5 separate regions of the Mus musculus genome follow, and regions 2, 3, 4 and 5 are each linked to region 1. Evidence: chromatin contacts called from public HiChIP or PLAC-seq and promoter capture Hi-C data. All regions are on one chromosome and are shown on one strand. The core of a region is the stretch at or near the end of the contact, and the rest is flanking DNA. Distances in the headings are between cores, read along the strand shown.

The links. Promoter capture Hi-C pulls out the DNA fragments that hold promoters and counts their contacts. HiChIP or PLAC-seq counts read pairs in DNA pulled down with a chosen protein or histone mark.
Region 2: an H3K27ac HiChIP or PLAC-seq map of double positive thymocytes shows a contact between it and region 1, with 12 times the contacts expected there. The contact joins the enhancer-like site here to the promoter of Eogt in region 1. A contact is called at or near these places in 2 of 39 promoter capture datasets (cranial neural crest and hippocampal neurons) and 4 of 115 datasets of contacts at active chromatin or transcription factors (astrocytes, double positive thymocytes, embryonic stem cells and 1 more).
Region 3: a contact with region 1 is called in a promoter capture Hi-C map of hippocampal neurons, with 11 times the contacts expected there. The contact joins the enhancer-like site here to the promoter of Eogt in region 1. A contact is called at or near these places in 4 of 39 promoter capture datasets (cranial neural crest, frontonasal cranial neural crest, hippocampal neurons and 1 more) and 4 of 115 datasets of contacts at active chromatin or transcription factors (astrocytes, embryonic forebrain, extraembryonic endoderm stem cells and 1 more).
Region 4: a promoter capture Hi-C map of hippocampal neurons shows a contact between it and region 1, with 5 times the contacts expected there. The contact joins the enhancer-like site here to the promoter of Eogt in region 1. A contact is called at or near these places in 4 of 39 promoter capture datasets (the 3T3-L1 cell line, cranial neural crest, hippocampal neurons and 1 more), 2 of 115 datasets of contacts at active chromatin or transcription factors (astrocytes and extraembryonic endoderm stem cells) and 1 of 9 other capture datasets (embryonic stem cells).
Region 5: a promoter capture Hi-C map of the 3T3-L1 cell line shows a contact between it and region 1, with 4 times the contacts expected there. The contact joins the enhancer-like site here to the promoter of Eogt in region 1. A contact is called at or near these places in 4 of 39 promoter capture datasets (the 3T3-L1 cell line, 3T3-L1-derived adipocytes, cranial neural crest and 1 more) and 3 of 115 datasets of contacts at active chromatin or transcription factors (acute myeloid leukemia, astrocytes and embryonic stem cells).

What each region holds. Positions count from the first base shown.
Region 1 is chr6:97,147,264-97,152,483 of GRCm38.p6, reverse strand. Eogt (EGF domain-specific O-linked N-acetylglucosamine (GlcNAc) transferase) reads left to right here and starts at 3,598. Exons shown (of 18, transcript NM_175313.5): 1 at 3,598-3,652; 2 at 4,226-4,607; 3 at 5,033-5,089. It overlaps Tmf1 (TATA element modulatory factor 1), which reads left to right. Exons shown (of 17, transcript NM_001081111.2): 17 at 1-534.
Region 2 is chr6:95,649,668-95,654,669 of GRCm38.p6, reverse strand. The region is part of intron 2 of Suclg2 (succinate-Coenzyme A ligase, GDP-forming, beta subunit); the gene reads left to right. Among named protein-coding and RNA genes, the nearest start is that of Suclg2, 67 kb to the left of the region's middle. Within about 2 kb of position 3,014, at least 52 of the 459 cell types and tissues checked have an H3K27ac peak or open chromatin away from gene starts, as enhancers often do. A contact at or near this core is called in double positive thymocytes, where this site is marked.
Region 3 is chr6:95,199,357-95,204,211 of GRCm38.p6, reverse strand. No RefSeq gene overlaps it. Among named protein-coding and RNA genes, the nearest start is that of Kbtbd8, 84 kb to the right of the region's middle. Within about 2 kb of position 1,696, at least 49 of the 459 cell types and tissues checked have an H3K27ac peak or open chromatin away from gene starts, as enhancers often do. A contact at or near this core is called in embryonic forebrain and hippocampal neurons, where this site is marked.
Region 4 is chr6:95,490,104-95,495,325 of GRCm38.p6, reverse strand. All of the region lies in intron 10 of Suclg2 (succinate-Coenzyme A ligase, GDP-forming, beta subunit), which reads left to right. Among named protein-coding and RNA genes, the nearest start is that of AY512915, 160 kb to the right of the region's middle. Within about 2 kb of position 2,880, at least 7 of the 459 cell types and tissues checked have an H3K27ac peak or open chromatin away from gene starts, as enhancers often do. A contact at or near this core is called in hippocampal neurons, where this site is marked.
Region 5 is chr6:95,672,088-95,677,186 of GRCm38.p6, reverse strand. The region is part of intron 1 of Suclg2 (succinate-Coenzyme A ligase, GDP-forming, beta subunit); the gene reads left to right. Among named protein-coding and RNA genes, the nearest start is that of Suclg2, 44 kb to the left of the region's middle. Within about 2 kb of position 2,021, at least 18 of the 459 cell types and tissues checked have an H3K27ac peak or open chromatin away from gene starts, as enhancers often do.

The sequences.
Region 1 (5,220 bases), core at 2,349-4,848:
CTTCCAGAGGGCCTGAGTTCAATTCCCAGCATCCATGTGGTGGCTCACAACCATCTGTATCTCCAGTCCCAGGGGATCCAGCACCCTCTTCTGGTGTCCTCAGACACCAGGCACACAGTGGTGCACAGGCCTAGAAGCAGACAAAACACCCATACACATAAAGTAAATAAATGTTCTAGATGCACACAATTTGTAGTTATTGAAAACAAAGCCCCCAAATTAAGGAGAAATGGGTGCAAAATGTCTTATTTTACTACTGTTTAGTATTATAGACATGTATGTTCCAGGGATCATTTCTCATTCTCATTACAAAAAAGCTGGTCCAAGTTTTCTTATCCTTGGCCAGTTTTAAACTAAAAAAAACAAAACAAAACAAAACAAAACAAAAACCAAAAAACCCCACAAAAAACAGCTACATATTTTGTAAAGGGCTAAGAGTATGATTTAAACTAAAAGATTGATATTTTAATTCCAAATGAAAGGTACTGTAAATAAGCATGGGTCTGATTTAAATAAAGATTTCAAAGTCTGCTTACATATTTCATTTTACCATAAGTCACAGAAGTGCGCCTTTGTACACAGACCTGTGTGGTGGGATATGCAAGAGAGATTGTTGAGACTTGCAGGAAAATTGAGAAGTGCAGAATATGTGTATGACTTCCTGAGTGTTTCTTCCCTCACAATGCCAGCTATTTCATCCTAGCTACTTCACTTTGGCTTGTCATACAATGCTAGGATTGTCACTAACAGTTCAGTTGCTGAGCACAGCCTAGGTTGTTTTTTAATTCTCCCCATCTTTGAAGGTCTTCTAAGGAGACACAAAGTATGTTTTGAAGTTGTTTGAGTAGTTCCTTTGTGCTCACATGCATCAACTGGAAAACATTTAGGTCCATTTCAGCTTTCAAGGATTGCTGCATATTTTTTAAATTTTGTTTTATAATGTAACTGTCTGCATCATTCAAGATCCCTTTTCCTCTTATACCAGCAGTCCTTCTGTTTAGTAAACATTTTAAATATTACTTCATCTGTGAAGTGTGTGTAAGTGTATATGTAGATGTGGTGTGTTGTTTGGGAGGTATGTGTTGTGTCTATGTGTGTTTTATTGTGTGTCCATGTTTGGTGTGTATATTTGTGCCTGTGTGTGTAGATGTGTACCCCTCAGGTAAGTGATAGCATCATTTTCCACCTAGTAATGTGCAGTGTACAAAGACACCATTAGTTACTTTCTGTACGGGCACAGTTCTACATTTGGTTGGTTCTCTGTAGCAAGCCCATTCAGTCATCTCTGTAGTCCATGCACTAACTCTTTGAACTGAGGAAAAAGTCAGTTATAATGTTGTTATTTCAGAGGTTTGTTTCAGAGACTGAAAGCTAACAGAGCTAACTCATTCACTCAATTTTCTGTTGGTGGGATTTGAGTCTATATCAGTATCAATTTATGCCAGGTGGCTTGCCTTTAATCCCAGCAGGCAGATCTTTGAGTTTGAGACCTTCTTGGTCTACAGAGTGAGTTCCAGGACAGTCAGGCTACACAGAGAAGTCCTGTCTTAAAAGATCATTTTGAAGAGTCAGAATTTAAATTTTTTATAATGATATATTTTGAGGAAATTGGAAATAGCTATTACAGTAATACAGAACTCAGTCTCATTTTAAAATTCCATTTCTTGCTTCCTATGAGTCTCAATAACTCCTTAATATATGTTAGTACCTGAAAGAGCCCCATGTAGATAGCATGCCAGTGTGATTAGTTTATTTTTGCCATTAGGTTAATCTGTGTTTAGCAAACATTTCACCTACTTCATGTACTTGGTTTTAACTGTATATCATTGCACCTCAAGCTCCTTTTAAAGTTGATTCAAAATAGCCATAATTACATGTTTTGCTGTAATGGGAAGCTGCATTTCCTGAAAAACAACGAAACCGGTAGAGTACCAACTAAGCTGAAACAAACAGTCTCCTAAAGTTGTGCTGTGGTCACGTCACACAAGCGCCCTGGTTCCATCGCCTTTGCCAGGCTTACTAGTGTGGTTAGTGGCTGAGTTAAGAGCACTGGTACTCTTTCAGAGGACTGAGTTCAAGTCCTAGTACACACATAGCAGCTAATAACTGTAACTCCGGTTCCAGAGATCTGATGCCCTCTTCTGGCCGTGTGTGCATACACGCACAAAATACCTATACATAAAAATTTTAAAATGCATTTTAAAAACTACTGTAATGTTCTTTTGTTCTTTAATGTGTGTTTGGCACATGTAAATGACATGCTAACACAATACATACTGAACAGGATATATATTAAACAAATTATATACATATTAAACACATACACATATAAAACACAGCTGGTCTGGAACTTGCGACATAGATCAGGCTGGCCTCAAACTTACAGAGATCCATTTGCCTTTGCCTTCCAAGTGCTAGCTAGGATTAAAGAAAGGCCTTCCCTAAAGTGCCCAGCCCATGTGTATGTTGTATGTTACTGGGGATTGAACCTGGGGTCGTGCACATGTTAGGATAGCACTCATCTCCGTGGTCACTAAGTTGTCTGGGTGTCTTGAACTTCCTTTTATTTTTTATTTTTTTTAAATTTTTTCCATGACTCAGCCTGTGGAGTAGCTGGAACAGCAGGCCTGTACCACCAGTTCTGGTTTCAGTTCTCATAGTAGCTTCTTAAAATTTATAAGACATGTAAGCCTTGTGAACTGAATGCATCTGAGCATGTTTATTTTGACACCATTAATATAAGCTGGGTCCTTTTTTTCATTTATTAGTATTGTATAGGAAGGTGTGAGTATCCAGGAGGTCAGAGAACGAGGTCAGGGAGTGGGTTCTCCCCTTTCGTGGTAGGATCCTAGGATTCAACGTGGGTCGTCAGGCTTGCTCCCACAAGCGCTTTGAAAACTCTAAGCCACCTGTCAGCCCTTGAACCCTTTAATCATAATTTAATGGCTGTCTCCCCCATGCTCCAGAAGGCATGCTGGAACTGCAAGGTGTCAAGAATGGAAGAGAATGGGAGATATGCATACACGTAATCATCACCTAAACAAGCAGTTAGAAATCATCATGAAATAGCAAAAACGTAAAAATTAAACAAGAGTAGCCATTGGACTTGGACACTTCATGGACAGGTACAATTCCCTGGAATCTACAGTATTTTCACTACCCACCAGAGAGTGTCCCACTACATCCAGTCTCATTTGAAAATCAGGGCAGCAACTTCTGCTCAGAATGGGAAAGCAATAAAATTACAACCCTGAGTGATATGTAAACAGTCCCGTAGTCTGCCTGCCTACTCTCTGGTGCTGGAGACCTGCCAAGCGCCTGGAGGAGCAGCCAGGGACTTGCACCCCGGTGTCCCACGTCCCGGAGGGGATGTAGGCGGGTGTCCCCAGTGGATCAGGCTGTGGGTCACAGGGTGTCCGTAACCTTGGCTGATGGGTGTCCAAGAGTGCCTTCCAGACTCTGGTCGCTGGGTGTGGTCAAGGCATTCCGGTCCGCCCTTGAGCCCCGGGCCAAGGTGTCGCGGCAGCTCCCGGGCGCCCCCTGGCCCGGCTTGGGCGCCGGAGGTTTCCGGTTCGCGGCTGCCGGCGGTGACGTCTCGTTACTCCCAAGCTGCCGCCACTGCCGCCGCCGCCGCTCCCTAGTCAAGCTGCAGGTGGGCCCCGCGCCTTCCCCGCCTGTTCCTGGCCGGCGCCTGCACCCCCGTGGGCCCGCAGCCTGACTCTGGGACTCTGATCCCAGCCCGCGGCCTTCAGCTGGTTACCAGGAGTTGATCGGTGGCTGTAGGCTAGGGAGATGCCCAGCCAGGCCTGCCCTGTTGCCTCGATCCCCATGCTGGGGCGGAGTGGCTTCTCCAGGCACACCTGGGAGCCGAGCGTCTCCTAAGACAGCTGCTTCCCCAAGCACCCGGGGCAGGGTTGGCTGCTGCCGGGCGCGAGGGGCTGACTCCGCTACACAGGGGAGGGGTTGACGTTCCGCAGACAACCGGAGGATCGCCACAGCAGGATTGCCACTTCGGCGCCTCAGGCAGCCGAGCTCTGTCTGAGCTCTGTCTGCTTGCCTACCTTGGGACTTGATAGTCTTTGAGTCCCAGATGCACTTCATCTGTCCGCTGCTGGCTCTGTTGCCCAGCAATGCCCTAAGCCATTCATGTGGTAGTCCTAGTAACCCCAGCTCTCATGGTTTACGGCGTTCAGATTTTTACCTTTTTTTCCTCTTCTCTTTTTAGGTCCGTGAAAATCCAATCAAGCCACACACGAGTGGAGCGCGATTGACCGTTTTGTGCAAAAAGACGCGGTAGCCTAACCTACTAAAGCTTTCATCCCTGCCAAGTCTTGCCAGAGAACTCAACTCCGGGAAGGCTTTCTGCCAGGCCCTGAAGTTGTACTTTCATGCACCACAGGGAACCATCACCCAGCATATGCAAGTGGGTACATGCCCTCCCTTGCAAAAGCCAACTTTCTGATCTGCTCCTTTAGATTTTCCCCACGGCCAAGGGTTACTTTTTTCCATGAATGGTCAAGTTTTGTTAACCGGCAGAACGCATTGCAGAGCTGTGGATTTGGATACCCGAAATTTAGGACCTAGTGCTCCAAGCCGCGACCTAGAAGGTTAGTCCAAGGGCTGGGTGGCCTGTTGTGATCCTGAGGTTGGCACTGGTCCAGGCAGCCCCGGGAATCAGAGAACAGGATTACTGCAATGAGAACCAGGAACAGGCTTTGGTCCTAGGAATGTTTTCTCTGCTAATTATCCTGTTGGTCTGGATTGAGTGATGTGGTGTGAAGCGGGCTACCTCCTTCCTGCTCACCACTAGTGTCTGCTCCGTGGGTTACTATGTCCAGGGGACCCTGGGCTCTGACTTTGCTTTGAGAGACTTAGTAGTGTTCATTCACTGAGGAGAATCACGCATCTTCATCTCCGGGCTTCTGGCTAGGGATTTGCTGGTCATTTTTCTCTCTACGTTGTTCCTTTATATTAAAATAGTAACTAGTCTCTTGTGGCATGCTCTTAAGGTAACGTACTTTATTTTTCTCAGGTTTTAGGCTAGCCAAAGCATCAGCAGCTTCCGGAGGGGATTCTGAGGACTAAAAAGGTCAGTATTTTCATTATTAAGCAGTTATTGTTTTTTATCAATATGCATTTTTTTTCCAGAGGCAGGGTTTCTCTGTGTATCCCTGGCTGTCCTGGGACTCACAACTGCCTGGCACTCAGTATGTATTTTTT
Region 2 (5,002 bases), core at 1,765-4,264, 1.5 Mb after region 1:
TCTAGTATAAATAAAATGGAAACCACATAGTATATTTAAAATCTATAGTAGTCTTTGAAAAGAAAGAAAGTAATAGGTAAAATTAATTTTGATAATACATTATATGTAATATACCCAGTCGGTTGCATTTTATCATGAGACTAATATTAATAAGTTATCAGTATTTTTCTCCTATTTCTTTTCTTTCTTTCGTTTCCCTGTTTTTGTTTTGTTTTGGTTTTTGTTTGTTTAAGATAGTTTATGTAGCCCAGGCTGGCCTTAAAGTCATTCTGTTGCTGACGATGATCTTGAACTTGTTCCTGTCTGCCTCCCGAGTGGGAGGATTATAGGCTTGTAGCATTATCTCTGGCTCATGTGCTCCAGGACTCAAACCCAGGACCGCGGGCATCATGTAGGTGAGAATTCTAACAAATGAGGTATCCATAGGACTGAAGTCTCACAAATCTTGTTCTTATCTTATACTATAACACGCTCATTTCACATGAGTCTCACGTCAGACGTTCAGCAGATACTGTGTCAGCTGGGCTATCTGGGACAGTGTAGTTCTGGACACTAGAAGGATTTGAATGTACCTACAGCCTTAGGGCTCAGTTTTTTCCTGCTAGTCTTGGAGAAGCACCCTACTGTGCTCTGTAACCCAGTAAAGGATGATTCCCTAGACTTATCCAAAAGGGACAAGTTTTGTTTTAGGGGTTTGAAAATGAGAACAAAAAAGTAAAGTGAAGTTGGTCTTAGCTTTTCCTTGGCCCATTTTTCAAGGCCGAGGCAGAGTCCTGGTGTTGAGGCAGCAGCTCATTCAGTGAGCAAGCAGACAAGCAAGCAGGCAGGTTCACACTCAGAGAGCAGCTCATTCAGTGAGCAAGCAGACAAGCAAGCGGGCAGGTTCACACTCAGAGAGTAGTTGCTCTAGACTGAGGGAGCATCTAGTTTCTGATGTTGGATTCTGTTGATCCGAGAGGAAATTGATGACATTTAAAAGGAGATGCTGAAATTGTAGGTTTAAAATGGAACAAACTGATAGTGAGTGTGAAAGGAGGTGTCTGTGTCATTGTCACTGGGATTGTCTACAGACAGCCAAGGAAAAGAATCTGGCCGAACTCCACAGTGCTCCTGTTCTCACCACTGCAGAGTGACAGGAGCCACAAGAACACTCTTACCAAATATGTTTGAGGGTAAGATTAAAGCTGTGAAGATGTATGTCTTCCTGATGGTGCTGAGATTTTATATATGAATGAGAGAGAGAGAGAGGCTGGGCTATAAAACCTTAAGAGGTCTACTTTGCCTTCTCAGGTTTTGACTCCTCAAGATTTACAACTTTTCAAAATGGCCCCACCAGTTGTGGTCTTCATGAACCTATGGGTACTACTTTATATTTTAGCTACAATGGACATTTTGAAGTAAAATGATATATTATTAAAGTTTTTGAAAATGTGCCTTGATATTAGGTATACCTATGTTCCAGTGTAGTCCCTGCATCCCCCTTCCTACATCTCTTTCTTTCATGGTATCTGAACCCATATACCCGGTCGTCTGGATCTGCCATGTTTGTAACTCTCTTGGACCAAACAGAATGCTACCTCTCAGCTCCCAAACGTTCTCATTGCTCCACATCTTCTGTGGTCCTCTTTTGTATTTAGTCAGTTACCAAATCTTGTCAATAATTAGCTTAGCATTTTTACTTTATTGACAGAGAAGCAGGCAATGTAAGGTTAAAACACTTGTCAACATTGTGAAGTTAATAATCAACATAGACGGGATTTGCCCCCAGCTCTGTTAGATTAGATACTGCCCCTCATGCCTTTTCCTCATGGCTGACTCTTGGTGATGCTCTAGGGAGATGGTTTGTGTGCGTCAGCATGTTTAAGATGGAAAATGCGTATTAATAAAATTAGAAGGTTGTATTAAAACTTGATATAGAAGGATCTTAGATGCAGTTTATAAGACCTGTAATTTGTGGATATTAATGATTCATTTTGTTGTTTCTCTTTGGGCAACAGAACATTTTGCTGTCTGGTTGTAGAAGCTTGTTAAACTTGAACATTTGTTAAAGTGGTCAATGCTAAACTATTGTTTCTGGAATACAATTTATAGTTATAAGATTTTGAACAAGATCCTCATTGCCTTGCATTGAAAACAGGTTTATGCCTAACTGAAGAGAATAAGTTTGGCTTGGTAAATTAAGCTTTTACCATATGAGCAGTTCACTTATGCAGAAGTTTACAAGAGCATCTGAGTATGCTCTAAAGAAGGACCGATTGGGCTGGAGAGATGGCCCAGCGGCTACAGCTGCATCCACGCCTCATCCACCTGACTTTGATTCCTGGGACCAATGCTAGAAGTAGAGAACTGATTGCGTGCGTGCACACACACACACACACACACACACACACACACACACAATAAATATCTCTAGGAGCCTTAATAAGGCATATCAATGCGTGCTTTCTTTTCATTTGGACTATGGAATTCAGAGGTGGTGAGAGCAAACCCACTGTGCACAGGACTGGTGTGTACACTGCCCTTTAGTTCTCTAAGCTGCACGGAGGATGTTGGTATAACTCAGAAGTGCTGTGATATAAACACAGATAAAACATGGGGCACTGCCACTCAATCTTCAGAATCTCTACAATTTGTTCCTTATTGTCTTCACATTGACTGAGGCTCTTGGCATTTCATTAAGCAGGAAAAAGTATATATGAAAACCTCCAGTTTTTTTTTTTTTTTTTTTTTTTTTTAAACTCAGGAAGGAGAATTAAATGGAGAAATTAATCTTCTCTGAGCTAGCGACATCCATCTGAGATGCAGATGGGAGCTCTCACTGGTATCGGCTAGCTTGGGCTGCTTTCAGCTAGAGCATGTTTCCATTCATCAATATAAGAACTTAACTCTGTTTTATATAATTACATCCTGAAGCCTGGCAAATTACTCGCCATTAAGGAATTGTACTTCCTGTCTTAAGGGAGCTGCTCCCCACTGACACTGAGTGGCAGCTGCTGTTGATCCTGAGACAGTTAAACACAGCAGCCTCCGGAACTATTGAGGCTTTGCCATGCGCGGTTGAGGTCTTCCTTTGTACTGAGCGGATCTTTGTCTTACAGTGACAGTCAAGGCTAGCTTTGATCTCTGTGAAGTAAATACTCATTTTAGCAGCCTCTCATGAGTCTCAGGATCAGCAATGCAATGATATAATTTGAGTCCCCTGGGTGTGTGTTCCCCTGAAGTTCAAGAAGGTCTGCTTTCCAGAGCTAGCAGTGCTGGTGCCAGAATGAAAGTTCTTGGGCTGAGTCTAATGTCTTTCTGCCTGCCAGTGGCCTCTTTGGTGCTTTTACCATTTCTGAACCTGATTCTCTGGCCTTGATGAGTACGTGAGCTTCCTAATACTGTTTTTTTTTGTTTGTTAGTGGTGTTGTTTTGTTTTTGTCTTTTTTATTTTGTTGCGAGTGCCTCTGTGTGTATATGTGTGTGTGTGTGTGTGTGTGTGTGTGTGTACGTGTACATGTGATTATTTCATGTGGAGCACCTTTTCTTTTGACGCCCTTCCCTCCTTTCCTCTACCCCTTTGTGTAGCTTAGTCTTGCACTTGGGCTCTGACTACTGCTAGGCCAGCCTTGTAATGAAGGATCTACATCCACATCCCACAGAGTTACCTTCTGGTTGGTGCTAGTAAGCCTGGCTTGTCCAGATGAAAAGCACTCAACATAGGTCCTGGACATGGAGGTTCACCATAGCAGTGTTGTGCTGCAGGAAGTTACCACCTATGCAAGCTATGCACGGGTTCCTAAGAGTATCTGAGTTGACATTAATAGTTGGCCTAACTGTATTCCTGGAAATAATTCCATTCATCAGCCTTTAATGACATTTCCCATTATATGTATTTTAGCAGAGAAATCGCTCTCTTCTAAAATGTTCTTTCTCTTTTTTCTGGTTCTTCAAATATGAATGGGCTTCTCCTTGGAAGACCTCAGGGCAGGGTTATCCTTTCAGTAACTGTCTTGTGTCCCTGAACAGAAGCAACAGGAGAGCTGTGGAGTCAGGGCCTCCAGGGCCTCAGGCAGGCTCTGGGAGGCAGGCCGAGGGGACTGACTGTACTTGGAGCTTCGGTTCAGTCTCCTTAGAAACGGTGTGAACATGCTTTGGAAACCTGAGCTGGCGTTCGGCAGTGTGAGAATACAACACTTTGGAAGCCACAAAGATTCAACCTTCTGGCCCAGACCACATGCCTGGCATCCTGTCAAATGTGCGACTCCATTGTTTCATGCAGTCTTCACTTAAACCAAAGGAAACGAATCAGATTTCTGTGTGTCCTTCCGTGTGTCTCTATTATGTGCCTTTCGTGGAGTCAGGTATCAACTTGTTTTTAAAACCTGCTCATTGCCAGTGAACAGGAGAGTTGTGTTCCACACAGCCTCATCTCCCAGGGCCTCATCTTCCAGAACTTTGCTATACATTATTTACTCTGCTCTGTCTTAGTTCATTTGTGGGCTGTACTCGTGAGTGTTCGCTGAGTGTCTTAGACAGTTGAAATTGCAGAAAACGTGCTTGGAGGAAATGGCCCAGGGCTCGTGTTGTAGGACCTCTCTGTGGATGTTAGGACTTTTAAAAAGAAACTTTAAACACATAAACCTCTAGTAATTTTCAAGATGTTTAAATACATACAGCTCTAATAATTTTCACGATGTTTTAATCTTGGAAAACCCAGAAAAGTAAAAAGCAACATCAAAACTAAAAATTTTTTTTAAAAAGAAAACTAAAAATCTTCTTTTATTCCATTATCCAAGGGGAACCTGTATTAACATTAATATTTCCTTTCATATTTTCATGTTAATATATTTTTTCTTTCCTTCATTATTTGATTGTATCTATATGATTAAATAGTATAATTGCAAGGTAATGAATTTGCTTATAAATTTAGAAAACAGTGAACATTTTAAAAAATCTGCATGCTTATCACTTAAATAGTATTTTTTTCTTAAAAGTATTATTTTTATTATTGCATAGTGTC
Region 3 (4,855 bases), core at 447-2,946, 1.9 Mb after region 1:
CCCAGCTCCCTTTGGGTTCCAATAGGTCCTCCTCCACTCAAGAAAATCCCAGCTGCACCCCTCTGGCTAAGCATAGCCCTTCAGAGTTAGGGGTAACCATTAACCTTGCAACTATGATCCTCTGCTAGATCCCAGGGGAAAAAATGTTTCTCATCTTTGGACCTGTAATTTTCTATTTGACATTCGACAATGAGAGTGGTGATTCCTGGACTCTTTACGAGTCTACATAAAAACCAGAAGTATGGGATAATTTTAAACCAAACTCCTATCAGTTTTACAGAATTGGAAGGAAGTTCTCAGCATCAAGGATGGAGATACCCCAAAAGAAGGCCCGCCAAAGCTTGGTCTAGTCTGTGACCTTTATATAATTTAAAATAAATATATGAAGGCTGACATGAAGACCATTGTACCCAGGTTTCGAGATCCTGTCAACAATAATCTATTCAGGAAGGGGTCATATTAACCCTTTCCTTTCTGTCACAAAGGTGCTGACTCTGACATTATACATATGACTGATGGCCTGGGTCTCTAGCAAATGGCTTCTGGGACTACTTTTTGATCTCTTCCCTATAGATAAGACTAAATTATGTTTCTGTGATATCTTAAGATTCTTACTGTCTCACAGGGTAGTTTGCCTTAACAATGACTCGCCTTTCTTTCCAAACGGATTCCAGAGCTACCTCAGCGTATCCTCTGGCAGTGACCAACAGGCAATAGTGAAACTCTTCTGATTTTCCCTGTGCTCAGTTGATGTTTCCATAGAGCAGGCATTCATCTTGATTCTTATCCCCCATTAGCTTGTCCTGCACATCCTCGCAGATTACAAGGTCATTGCCATAGAAGGCGGGATCACATAAGGTGGCCTCATCTATAAAAGCAGTCTCCACGGAACATGTCATGTGTGCTTGAATGTGAGCGGTGGCTTAGGAGGGGCATTTGTTACTTACAAAAAGCCTCGGGGATCACATCACAGGGCAGACATAAAACCCAGCCTCCCTCGGTGCTGGATAAAATGGAAGCACAATCAGCTCCATCACTTACGCTGCACTCAAACTGTCTGGGGCGTTCATGATCACTCATTAGTTATTCATTCTCACAGCGCATTTGTGAGAAAACATAGGCTGCACTCCGAGGGAGGAGGGGAGTCCTTGAACTAAGCCCTGCAGCTTTTCTGCCCCCTTTCCACACTACCCTGCAAGAATCCCTAGGTGGGCATTGCTGTCTCCTGACCAGAAAGCATGGTTTGAAAAAAAAAAAAAAAAGCGAGGTCAGAGCCTTTTTCTGTTTCAACTTGTATTTAGGAATAAGAATTTCCTTCACAGAAATTAGTGTGGCCTCCCGGAATCAAGGGTGCTTTGTGTAGACCTCGGAGAGTTATACCTCTAGGCTGAAAAACTGATATTTCTTTCCAGGGCTGTGTCGCTGCTGGATCATTTGCAGTTGTCCCCACTGCTGTAACCTCTCTGTGCGGGTGTGATTTAAACATCTCCTCAGGGTGAGGGTGAGTCCAGAAGTCGGGGGTTGCTAGGCAGTGGAGGACACTGTAGGATATTGAAATCCTTCATCCAAAGCTCTGCATCTGCTGCTTCAGAAATCCACTCCAACCTTTTGTTTGACTTCTCTTGGTAAAACGCTGTCCACATCTGTGAACGGAGGGGGAGTGGGGGAGGTGGCAGGGGAGACTTATACTGTCTGGTGTCTGTGGGTGGCACAGAAGCCTTCGTTGTGCTAAAGGCAGAACCCAAAAGTGGCCATTCCAGAGAACCATGCTGCTTGTTTTTAAATGAGGTCTGAGTAGACCCCGGTAATAATGGATTCTTGGAAGAAGGCCAGAGGCAGAACACATTCTAGGAGCCCTGGATTGAATCAAGGGCTTACATTATGAACAGCATTTGGAATTTTCCAGGATAGAAGGCTGTCTGTCCCAGTTTGCAGTGCGTTCACATTCAAAAGCAAATCAATTCCTGTTGCCTATGGGCTTTGAAATTTTATCTTAGCACTTCAGCCAGTCCACACAGGGTCCTTAAATATGATACACAGCCCCCGAGGAGGAGTGGTCTTGGCCTTCAGGCAGACTGTAGTCATTTATTCACAATAGCAAGTTTCTTCTTAGGTTCTCTGAGCATTTCTTATATGGGGTATGTCAACAGAATTATAGTTCTTGCACCAAAGGGAATGAGGGTTCATTTACTCTGAGCTAAGTTAAAGTGACCACAGGCCTAGGACATGGATTCAAGTTACCCTAAGGGATATGGCGCAGTGTGCAAGAAGTTGCAGGGAGCTTCATAGTCATAGAGAGAAATCAAAAGTCAGAGTGTTCACTCAATGTCATGAGGTCAGCAGGTAAGTGGTCCCCCTAGAGTCTGGTAGTCTTATCTATAGATTTCCGATACTTCAACATCCTTAACTTCAGGGTTGGTAAAGATAGTGCAAAATAATAATAATAATAATAATAATAATTAATAATTACATAATACTGCCAAAGATTTTAAGACAAACACAGAAGTCAGTGGCAAATGACGAGTGAGGGGGCTAAGGATAACCCACCATAATTTTGGCTGCCTATCGGCAACTTTCTTGCTCTCCACAAACAAAAACTTGCGATCAGTTGATCTTCAGCGCAGATGTCGCTTCTTCAGAAAACTTTGGTTCACACACAGCAAGTTCCTTGCTAAACCTCAGTTTTATTGTCTTTTAAATGGAACAATGATGATATCTATGGAAATAAGATAACAAAGCAATGTATTTCCTGGGATAGTATTTAGTCAATGTTTGGTGCACCTTCAGCTTGGTGGGTTTTTGTCAGCGTCTATGGATTGGCTGTGATAAGATTTAATGATTGTGTTAGTTCTTGAGTACCTAGTTAGTCCAGATGCTGATCAAAACCAAGAAGTTGGTACTTTGGCCACCTTTTCTCCTTTAAATATTATATTATTTATTATTATTACTATTATTATTACTATATCTCTCTTTTGCAGAAAAGAACTACTTTAATGAGTTTATGAAATTATGTTATAAATTACTCCAAGTAGAAACCCTTCCAGACATATTTACACGTGGAAAGAGTTGATATTCAGAGGTTCTAGCATGACCCTCTACTTACCCACCCAGCACACAGTATAAGGCCACAGCCACAGTTACTGTAGGGAACGGAGTAAGAGCCCTTACAGTCCCACAGTACACCAGGCAGGCACACACTGTAGGATGAATCACAGGGTACAACATCACTAAATGTTGTTAATTTCCAGAACACAAGTTTAAAGGAAAATTTTGGTTGAACTTCCACATGCTAATCAATTTCTGTATTCTTGGAGTTTCAATCAAATAAGTCGGTTAAAATTAACAATGTTCCATATCAACTTTATGCCCAGTACCCAATTAAAAATACTCTTAAGAAAAGCAGACTAAAGGTAATATTAAGCATGAGCAAAGTTTTGAAATTTAAGACTTCTGTGCATATTAATCTGTTCACGCCTCTATATATCTCCCTGATTTTATGTGAAGATTTCAGATTTGGAGGACAAGAGTAACCACTACATCAACTTAATTTTAAAACTCAAATGTTACAGAAACATAAATGTCTAATGACTGAATTAATTGAGATAATGAAGCAATTAGTGCCCTAGGTGATGGAGGTGCTTTGTTGAGACTTTGAAAATATTGATTTGATGACTGGAAAAGACCAGAATGCTTCAGACACTGTTCCTGACTGGACAGACATTCTTTATCCAATTTGGTTCACAGCTGACTGACTTTGCATGGCCCTGAATACTGCTTAAAGTTGAAGATCATTTCTGTTGTGGATCTGAGATAGATAAAATATCACAAAGCCGTTTGCTCAAATAAGACCAAGATGGGGTCTGTAGTGGTTGCTCAAGACTATTACTGGACGCTGCCATTGTAAGAACATAGGAATTTTACATTTAAGCCAAGAGTTTATGCATCACTATACACATGTGGGTTAGAATATTGACATTATCTGTTTTAAATTATAAGTTAGTTTATTCAAATCATTTATTATTCTATGCAATTGAGATCCTTTCGTGGCATTGTACCAATCCATTTCCATCTGGGATATTGGAGCCCCTTGTCCCAGACCCCTTTCTTAGCTTCCAATTGTCAATGTCAAGGAGTTTGATCTCTGCTGATGAGTGGATTCCCTCTGCCCAGATCCTGGCTGAAGCCAGAACAGATGACAAGCCCACATGCCTCCTGAACAGACTAAACAGGAAGGGATGCATCTAAGGATGGTAGAGCAATAGTACAGGACTCACTTGTCTCCTGGCCCATCCCTCTCCTCCTTTCACTCAATTAGCCCTCAAGGTTGCTCCAGAATCCAGATGTCTGTGTCTAGATGCATGATTAAAGCAAAGATCTTTTTCTCTTTTAATTGAAAACCTTTGACATTTATTCATTTGTGTTTTGTGCGTATGCACAGACATGTGCGTCAGGATGTACATGCAAAGGTCAGAAGAAAATATATAGTCAGTATTTCTCTCCTCATACCATGGAGTCCAGAGATAGAACTCAGGTTATCAGTCTTGATGGCAAGTACATCCCCCCACTGAGTCATCTTGATAAGCCCCCTAAAATTTATTCTTTAAGTTCTCTTCTTATTGTGTCTATGGAGAAGATTTATTTTTTAAGACAAGGTTCAGGCTGGTCTCAATCTCACTCTCTGCCTTTCTCGCCCTCCTGGGTGTTGCGATGACACGTGTACACCACCGAGCCTATCTTGAATGAGGGAATTATAAAAGCAAAAAAAAAAAAAAAAAAACAACTAATAACAAAAGAACACTGGGTCTCACTGGGTAGCCATGGCTTGGAATTCGCTGTGTAAACACCCACAGTGATC
Region 4 (5,222 bases), core at 1,631-4,130, 1.7 Mb after region 1:
GGCCATCGGCATCAGTTATAATTCTGATTAAAATGTTGATGTCAGACTGGTTTTAGATTCAAAATGACCCCTGACCCTCGTGTTGTAAAAGCCAACTGAGGCAGGAATCACATTAGTATCTGACACTTGGAAATAATTAGAAGTATTCCTGCAGTGGATTCGCTTTCTTCCAGCAATCCTCACTGGGCACATAGTATTATTATATATACAATTATTATTTGTACATTTCTAGAAATTGCTTCCTTTTCATTTTTCTTGAAAACTTGAAAATGAGCAAGGCTGATAACTCACTGTGCACACAAATCTGAGTTTGATCATCTGGACTCACATTTTTAAAAAAAAATAGCCAAGAATTGTAGTGCACATTTATCATCCCAGCACTGAGGAGGGGAGGGCAGGAGAAGCCCTGAGCCACCAATGCAGCCAGCTTCATGCGTTCCAGGCCAATGAGAAATCCATCTCAAACAATAAGGCCAACAAGACCCGAGAAACAACAGCCAAGGGTTTTCTCTGGCCCCCACCTGCAAGCATACACACACTGGCCGCCACCTACAAGCATACACACACACACATACACATTGTGCATGTGTACCTACACACACTTGCATCTGCACACACAAGAGCAAACATGCACATACATACACAAATTGAAAACAGCCCTTGTCTTATTTTCATGCTATACTTAGTATTCCAGAGTAGTTGTTCCATGATACCTGGGAGGTAAGTATGTATGTAAAGATATGCAAATTAACACACCCAAGATTATCTCCGTAAATAGTCTCTGATGTTTGTGTTAGAAGTCTGTTTGAGATAAGAGAGAAAAGCTTTGAAATTTCTGAGCTTGTTAGACAATCCTTTTTCTTCTACAGTCTGTGCCTGTGGTTTTTAATTAGAACTCAGTTATTAAGAAATGCCACGCACAGGTCACAGAACTTTAAACATCAAGGAAGATGAGTAGAAATGTAGAAAGTTAACAGGAGAAATGAAGTAGAAAAATGACAGGGTAAGGCAGTGAGTGCACTAAGCATGAAAGAGGCCTTGCCTTCCTGGGACCTGTTCCTGTCTTCTTGGCAGTGGTCTTGGGGGCCCCGGCTGCATCACTGAAAATTTGGAAACACTGAGGTATCACACTGTCTGTGTCCCGAACGTGAAAGTGATGGCTCAAGACAAGCCCAAAGATACCAGTGTCTCCCCTAACTGAAGTAGGCAAGGCTATCCCTGGTGGCCTTTGCCACTATCCTTTCTATACTCTATGGTCTCTCTTGTGTCCCAAGAACCTTTTACCAAGAGGAAAGAAGCAATGAATTTGGTATTTCTAGAGTAGTACCAGGTTTTCTCTACTTCTGCTATACAAATTGGCATCTTGTGTGATCAGCGTTCTTGGGTAAATGTAGGCTCTCACATCAACCCAGCAGATGTGCAACCCAGAGAAAGCATGTGGAATATCTAAGAGACAAACAGCTCAACCAACACCAAAACCAGACCCTCCCCAAACTGCATGGTTATCACACACTAAACACAGGGAGCAGAAGGAATTTTGCTTTGACTCTACTCAGCGGTCTGACCATAAATAACAAAATGCAGAATTTGGAGAAGATACAAACCAGAAAGGACCCATAACAAAACTAAGTGAGAACCAGGCCAGAACTCTGCGAGCTAAGGAAACCCAGACTTCTGTGAAGTGTTTGCCTTGGAGCTGGGTGCTTGTGGCTCAGCCGCTTTCATCATCATGTTCCTCATTTAACTTGTAATTGTATTTTTAATCTAATTCACAAAAACACAATAGCTATACATACCATGGAATGCTGAAAACATGTATACGTTATGTAATGTTTTAATGAAGTGAAGCTATGTGTACCTCAGCTACACCATTCTTTGTGGTGAGAACAGATTTTATTCTGGCTTTATGAAAAGTATAACATTGTTATTTGTAGTTATCTTGTGCAATTAATACCCAATGGTTAGCCTGTCTCTGTACTTATGTACTCTCTAAGCTCCCTAGTCTACTCTGCAATCTGTTTTTCCTATCTACCTGTCCATCTATCCATCATCTATATATATATGTATATGTATATATATATATATATCTTCTCTCCACATGTAATATATGTGTGGATATGTCTGTCATCCTTTTTACTCATTATTGACTACTGTAATTAGGAAGTTTAGAAGTATGTCTTTCAAAAGTAATTTTTAGTTTTAATTTAATCTTTAATACATACAAACTGTGGTCTGTTTTGTTTTGATTTTTGAGACTGGTTTTTTGAGATTAGCTATGTAGCCAAGATGACCTTTAACGCCTGATCTTCTGCCTTTACCTCTAGAGTGCTAGGATTATAGGCATGAATGCCATGCCCAGCCCCAAATGCATACTATAAACGGGGAATTTCCACGTTGAATGTGGAAGGATAAGATCTGAATGACTGACAGGAAGGAAGAGGGGATTATTAGAAGAAAGTCGGCATCCATCCCCGAGAGTTGGAACTCTAGGAGCTGAAGCCCAGGCCCTGCATAGCTGAGAGGCCATCCTGGAGAGAGTGGGGGCTGCACAGCAGTCTGTGAGAGCAGAGTGGAGCATGAAGCCTTTATCTGCAGCACTGGCTGGAGCTTCGGACTGAGCAAGGACAGGGAGAAAACCACAAGAAAACAGGAAGCCCAAGAGCCCTAAGTCCAGGATTGCAGCGGGCTGTGGTCTAGGAAGCTGGGAAGAATGAAGTGAGAGAACCATCTCACCTGGGATGGGGGATGGTGTATGGAAAGCAGTTCCTCTAGATCTGGAATGAACATGAGTCCCTGCTGGCACTAGCCCTGGCTCAGTGTTGTTGAAGCCTCAGACACACCAGTGCAGATCTGTCTAACCTACACAACTGTGAGAACTCCAATAATCAAGATAGCAAGTGTTCCCAAAGCCAGATGGCCTGTTTAGTTAGTAGCGTCTGTTTCCTCTAAGTAAAGGAAGCAGCTTGCTTGTTTGTTTTTTGTCTATGTGGAAGACCCAGAACCCCTGTCTACATTCACCCACTCACATCCATGCCATGACAGCTTTGGCCCACACACAGTACACTGGAAACAGGCTAAAAACATCAGGTTTGCTTCGGTAGAATTTTGTGAACCAAGTCCTTGTACTCTGCCGTATACTGACGGCAAGCTGTCTTTATCTATGGAAGCTTTTTCCCTGCTCTTTGGAATGATAACACCATAACCCCATGCATTCATTTGCCTTACTAAGCAAATGAATACATGAAATGTTTCTATCAGCCAAGACACAGGATAATTTTGTTTTAAAAGACTTGTGGGTAATTGAACAGCCAGTTAAGAGGTAGAGGTTGAGCCTTTGTAAACAGTTGTTGCTAGCTAGATAAAGAGCATGGTTTCTGATGAGCGTCCTGAAATGTACACAGACATTCAGTATGGTATGGGGTACTGCTGAGAAATGGACACATAATGACTGACAGTTGTGTGGGGTGTCACAGTTGTGTAGCGTCTGGATTTGCTAACATCTTCAGTGTCTTTTTTCTCCTTTAAGATGCATTCTTTCTTGTTGTTGTCCTGTTTAAATCTGCACCACAATCCTATATTTGATGGATACTTGAGGAAGAATTTCCTCTTCTCTCAGGTGCACATTATGATTCTGAGTTGAGCTTGTTAGTAACAACAGCTAATAATAATGACTGTAAGCCCACAAAGTTTGTAGGCTGGATCACATTTCTCGTCACCAGGTCTTTCAATACAATTCGTCTACCCAGCAACGAAAGATTTGTCTCAGCAATGCAAATATTTTTATTTCTTTCCCCAAAGCTCCTCAAAAGCCAGAATCCCACCCCGTTTGTTGTTCCCCTTACTGCCAAATTCTCCCCCGCTTGGTGCTGGAAACAGGATGAGTGGCATGGGGAGGAAAAGGGACAGACACACATACAGAAAAACTGGGATGGGACAGGCAGTCTGATGGAAGGCACCTTCTGTGCCCAGAAATTCAGTACGGTTATTATGTACAACACATGTGTAGTGGCTGCTTTTATGTCAGCTTGACCCAGGCTAGAGTCATCAGAGAGGGAGGAGCCTCAGTTGAGGAAATGCCTCAATGAGATCCAGCTGTAAGGCATTTTTCTAGCACATCTTCCTTTGGTTACTCAAGGCATCTCTGTTCCCAGGGTGACCAACCATTCTTCTCAAGCCTTCCTAGGCAGTCTGCACCTTGCATTGCTCCCTACCACCCAGGGTCCTGGGTCCTCTTTCATCTCTCCCCTCCATCCGCATTCTCTGGGGACACATCCTGTGTGGGCCAACTTTCACTGTGGTGATGCCCCACCCCTCCTCTGCCTCTACTCATTAGCACCCCACCTTCCCCAATGACCCTCCTTCTTCTTAGTGTTTCTTCAGCAGCTCGCACTGCCTGTGGCATGGGAGGGACTCTAGTCCCCAGGGGTGCCAGGTCTGAATGGCTAAGTATACAGTAATGCGTAAACCTCTGCTGCTCCTGATAGTTACACCAACTCCACAGGTGCTAGCCTCAAGCGTTCCTCAGAACAGGAAAAGCTTCTGTGGGTCAAAACTTTTAATCTGCATTAATCTGCTCTCTTAGGCATTTCAAGTTTCCCTCACCTCACCTCTAGATAGATAATGTGCATAACCAGCATTTCTGCCATTTGGATGTCTGTGGCCTTGTCATATCTGTAAGCTAAGTCTTCTCAAAGAAGATAACTCCAGCATTATGCAGTGTCCCCAAGCTCTCTGGGCAGTGAGGTGATGGAGGGAGGTAGCTGTGACAGACTAATCCTCTCTGGCCGTTGTTATGCAAAGGAACAGTTTTAAGGAAGAGTGGTTAAAGCAGAGTACTCATTAGGCCCACTGTATCTAATGCAGACTCCCTGTCTGCTTTCTGGATATTGTCGGTGGGACCAGTCAGTTCATGTCTTCATGCAACACTGTAGTTATTCTAATTAGCAGCCTGCTATTAGGGAGCAGCCTGCAGGGAGATTTAGTCCCTTGTTTTACAGATGATGAGTCTACCCTGCCAATAAGAATGTTGAAGAGACACCCCTGGAGACTATTCCTAGTCTATCCCTATAGCCTCCATGACAGTGTTTTAGGACAGAGGACAGATAGCTTTCGCCCTATGCCACCTTCTGCTCATTGACTGTGGCTGCTGAAAGCGCTGTGCCAATAAAATCCTGATGCACTGTAGCTCAGAGAAAGAGGTTCCATAATCATGATTGTACACT
Region 5 (5,099 bases), core at 772-3,271, 1.5 Mb after region 1:
TGATCCTTCCTCATTTCTTTTTGGTTATTCCTACAGAATGTCACCAGAGTCCTTGTGCCTTCTCCTTGGGGAGAAGCTCGCACCATCTATTGTAGCAGGCTGGAGCCCTAGCAGGTAGTTCACTATAACCCAGGAGGATTAATACTAAATATGGAAGAAAGTTGCAAGATCAAGGACCAGGCAGCTCCAATGTGGTGGAATGATGTTCAGGGATGTCAGTAATTAAGTGGATTACAGAGGTCAGTCAGTTTGAGCAAAACTGCAGGTGTTGTTTCTAAAGAAATAGTTTTTAAAAAATGGCTGGAAAATTTCTAACCCAGCACATTTGTTCGCATTAAGATTACCGGATGCCAGTCCCATTCTAGATTGTCTTCCTCTTCAGCCTCTGTCTGGTCATTTTGTAAGAATTTGCTTCACCAGCACAGTCTAGCCAGAGTCTGTTCATCTCAGTGTCTGTCTTCACCATGTTCTCTGCAGGGAACGAGGGGCAGCAAACCCCCATTCTGTCTGTAACTAAGGCTTTATCAGAACACGTCCATTCGTTGTCTGTTACCCGGTGGCTCCTCTGGGCTGCAGAGGCAGAGCTGGATAACTGCAGCAGAGAAGAACATCTAGTGTTCTATACTCTGGCCCTTGGCTGAAAATTTGCTGACCCTGGTTTGTGTATTACAGCACTCACTTAACTGGCTTTATTCTCTACAAAGATGACAGAGTGGCTTTTCCAAACTCTGATTTTGATATTTTATTTTATTTTATTTTATTTTAGAGACAGGGTCTCACTGTGTAGTTCTTCTGGCTGGCCTAGAGCTTGTTATATAGACAGCGCTGGCCTCCAACTCTCAGAGATCCACATGTCCCTTCCTCTGCCTCTCGAGTACCCCAGCCTAGTGCATTTTGATCTTATCAACCCACTTCAAAACGTGGCTTAAATTAAGTGTAAGCTACAACAGCAGCCTACATTTATCTGCATGGTCTGGCCCTCTCTAACCTTCCCCATTTCTCAGCATCCTTAGCTGGTGTCTCTATATCTTATCCTTTTCTCTCAGAGTCTCAGGACAGTCAGGCCTGCCAGGCTCCTGTGCTTCTCCTTGGAGTTTCTTCACATATCTAGCTGTTCTCTAGCCTCAGGTCCCTGCATATATGCCATATCCTTGGAGGAGGTGACAGTCTGCACCCAGCACAGGGCTCATCATGCATCCCGTATTTCCTCCCTAGCACTTCCCACTCTATTTAATCACATTCACTATTTGAGCGTCCCTCCCTATTTTCCTCTTCTCCACTCCTGGGACAGTGATTTCTTGCTAGCAGAGAACTTGTCTGTTTATCCGGACGCATCTGGATGGCAGGCTCCAGGTCCACTGCAAATCTAGGTGCCCAGAGGAAAACTGTTGTGTATGTGAACCCGTAGAACTTCTGGCAGTTTCCGTGGAGGGGCTTTGTCTTCATTTTCTGTTGCTATGGTGGGATATCATATCATGGGTCCTTGTAAAGAAAACACATTTATTTCTTACTGCTTTAGAGGCTGGAAAGTTCAAGGCCAGGGGCTGCATCTTCTTGTTGAGGGCCTTCTTACTGGGGTCCCTGTGGTGAGAGGAATATATGCATGAGACAGGGCCAAACTGACTTTAGAGCAGCAGACCTCCTTGAGATAAGCCTTTAATCTACTAATCCACACACAGATTAATCCATTTAGTAATTAATCACTTCGTAAAGGTCCAGCCTCTTAGTATTTCACAATAAGGATTAAGCTTCAGCCCGAGTTTTGCTATGGACATTGAAAGCGCTGCAGAGTTCAGTTCCAGGGTATGATTATGCCGCTTGAATTTGTTTATCTACAAATCAGTGTTGCCTGCTTCTGCTCACAATGCAAAATGAAGGTGCTTTTCTTCTGCAGTAGCATAAGGCTGGCACACTCTCTGGCCAGGGTCACAGAATGTAGAACTTGCAGATGCTGGCAGGCATTTGGGAAGGATGCAGCTCGGGGTTTTTGGAGCCTTTTCCATGTCTGTTTCTGCGGTTGTGCTAATGTGCTAATGTTTATCAAGGTCACATGTTTCTCTCCTTTCTTTGCTGCTGACAGAGGAGCTGTGCAAAATCAGGAAGGGAATTCTCCTTTGGGCATTTGTCCTTACTACAAAGATTTTAACCGTATATGCTGCTTAAAAAAATAGGCTGTGTTCTGCTGAATTCAGGATAAAAAGAAAGAGGCAGTATCTCTGAGAATCTTAATTCTTTGACTTGTTGAAACCCATCCAGCAACCTCTTTCACCCAGGGCTCCAAGTTTTCCCACTGAACCTTGTGCTCATTTACCACAGCCCCATGCCTCCCTGCAGCCAAAGCTTTCCACCCCACCACAACCCCTGTCCCCTTCCTCAGTTGGCTCCCTGCCTCTGTTGTCACCAGTTTCCTCTCAACTATCAAAGGCTCTGCATGCAGTCAGACACACTTGGGTTTAGAGTGTGATTCTTCTTCATCCTCACCCTGAGCAAGCTTTTCACCACCCTGAGCCTTCATTTGCTCTTCCATGGAATGGATTTCTGCCAGCCTTGTTAGGCGAATTAAATGAAGTGATGTTGAAGTGGACATGGAAGCTTTTAGAACTTCATGGTAATCAGATATCCCTAAGTATTCAGTTAGAGTTAAGGACATAACTCTGGCCAGGGATGTGACTTAGATATGGAGTGTTGTATATAGAAGTCATTTGTATATAGGGAGCACCAGGTGAAGCCCAGCATGGATAACCTAGATGTGTGGGTGTGTAGTCTTCTAATCCTTGTATTTGCTGTAAGTTGAAAGTCAGCCTTGGCTACATGGGGAATTCCAGGAATTCATTTGACCCTGTCTCAAACATAAAACAAATGTCAAAGCAAATCAAACAGAAAGAGAAAAAGTAAGAGTTTGTTAAGGAACTTTAAGAGAAAGGAATTATAAATATGAATCTGGCGTAATCAAGTTTCTGAATGGTCCAGAGCTCAATTCTCAGTTCTTTTCTGGTAGGACAAATAATGTGTTATTAGTTTGTTAAGCAGGTGCTGTCCGCCTTACTGCTGGGTCTTGCATCTACAAAGCGTGATGTATCAGATAGTGGAGTAAAGTTGGCCTGAGGCTCTGGGTCTGATCCTAGGCTGCTTTTCTGTGAAGAACAGCTCGAGCTTGAACTGTAAGAACTGTAAAGTACATCTCGTCCTACAGTCATCTGTTCTAGTTAAGTTTCATGTCCCATCACTGCCGAGTCCTCAGGCCTACGGCATCATGGTTATTATTTCTTTTTTTGTTTGTTTGTTTGTTTGTTTTCTTTTTTGAGACAGGGTTTCTCTGTGTAGTCCTGACTGTCTTGGAACTCACTTTGTAGACCAGGTTGGCCTCGAACTCAGAAATCTGCCTGCCTCTGCCTCCCAAGTGCTGGGATTAAAGGCGTGCACCACTACACCCGGCATGATTATTATTTCTGATTCATCGATAGTGTATATTTTAAGGTGGAAAGTAATATTGTTAGGTCTTTGTAGTGTGAGTAACTTTTCTCTACGTTTTCCTCGAGCTGATGAGTGATTCAGGTATAGAGTCTACAAGTACCATTACCTGTGGTCATGCTTTTTCCTTTTTTAAAGAATTTAATTTCTTAAAATTTATGTGTATGTGTGTGTGTCCATGTAAATTTATGCATGCTCTGTGCATGTAGGTGTCTAAACTGAGAAAGCCAAAGAGGCTAGAGCCCAACTAGGCTATAGGATGTTATGAGCAGTGATGTAGATGTTGGGAGTCAAATGTAGGTCCTTTGCATGAGGAGTAAGCAGTCTTAACTCTGAGCATCTCTCCAGCCTGAATGCTCCGTCATTTTTATTGCCATTGAATTCACAGACACTTCTCCAGTGTTATTGTTATAGCCTAGTTAATTTATATATAGTATACACACACACACACACACACACACACACAAATACACACACATCTTTTTCCCTATGCTTACCTACTGTTTTAAGAGAAAGGCCAAAGCATTTTTAGGCAGGGGCTTGGATTGAGGTCTTCACTATGACTTAACCAGTAGAGTGACCTTAAACAGGTCAGTTCAATCTCTGACTCTCAGTGTTCCTTGTCTGAGATGGGAAAGTCCTAGCTCAAGTGGGGTGCACCATGCGTTTACTTGATTCTTTGTAAGATGCTTACATTGTAAATTACTACTCTGTCTTTCTGTGACACTCAACAGAGTTCCACCATTAGAGTTTAAAATACCTCCCCAAATGCATTTAAAGCCAACGGCAGGGCACTGTGGCCACCTTCCTCTTCTCCTTTATGCGACCACCTATGACTTCTATTGCAGGGACTGCCGGAGTGTCTCTGTTTTTCATGTTTCCTCCTCCATTATGTTTTGTATTAAATAATAACAGCTAACATTTCTGAGCACTTATCTTAAGCTTTCTCATTGGCTTGCATATATTAACTCACATAATCAATAAGCAGCCATGAATTTGAGCCTGTTAGTATTCTTCATCGTATAAATGAGGGATGACAGCTTAGCTACCATCTTCCCATGTGATACGGTCCAGGAAGATCCCTCTCAGCTCTGCTTATAGTTTAAGAACTTAGCCACAGGGGGCTAATTAACTGGCTAATTAATTTTCTTACAACATGCAAAACAGGTCTAGGCTAAATGGAGCCTGGTCAGAGGCTAATTTGTTTTCAAAGGTGACTGCAGATGAAGACCCTGAACTTCCCAATCTTGTCTTCATCCCACTCTGGTCCTTTGCAGACACTTGGCCGCTCAGTGCCACTGTTGCTTTTCTACTGCTCTGGCCTGCTCAGGCTGCAGAAGGTAGCATGTCTGCATCGTCAGCATCAAGCCCACTCGGAAAAGGTATTCTTACTCCTCTTACAATTAGTGTTCCACTTAATCATCTCTTTACGAGATGGCACAGTTAAGAGGCCACTTCATCATGGCCTGTTTCGAGCAAACCAGCCTTTTATTTTATGACACTCGTAGTAAGACACATTGAGTTATATCTGTCTTTTCCTTGACACCAACACATTTATTTGAGCTCAGTATGTCCAAGTAGTGTGACCAAGGTAGATTTATGAGGACTCATTTGCATCCAGAACAACA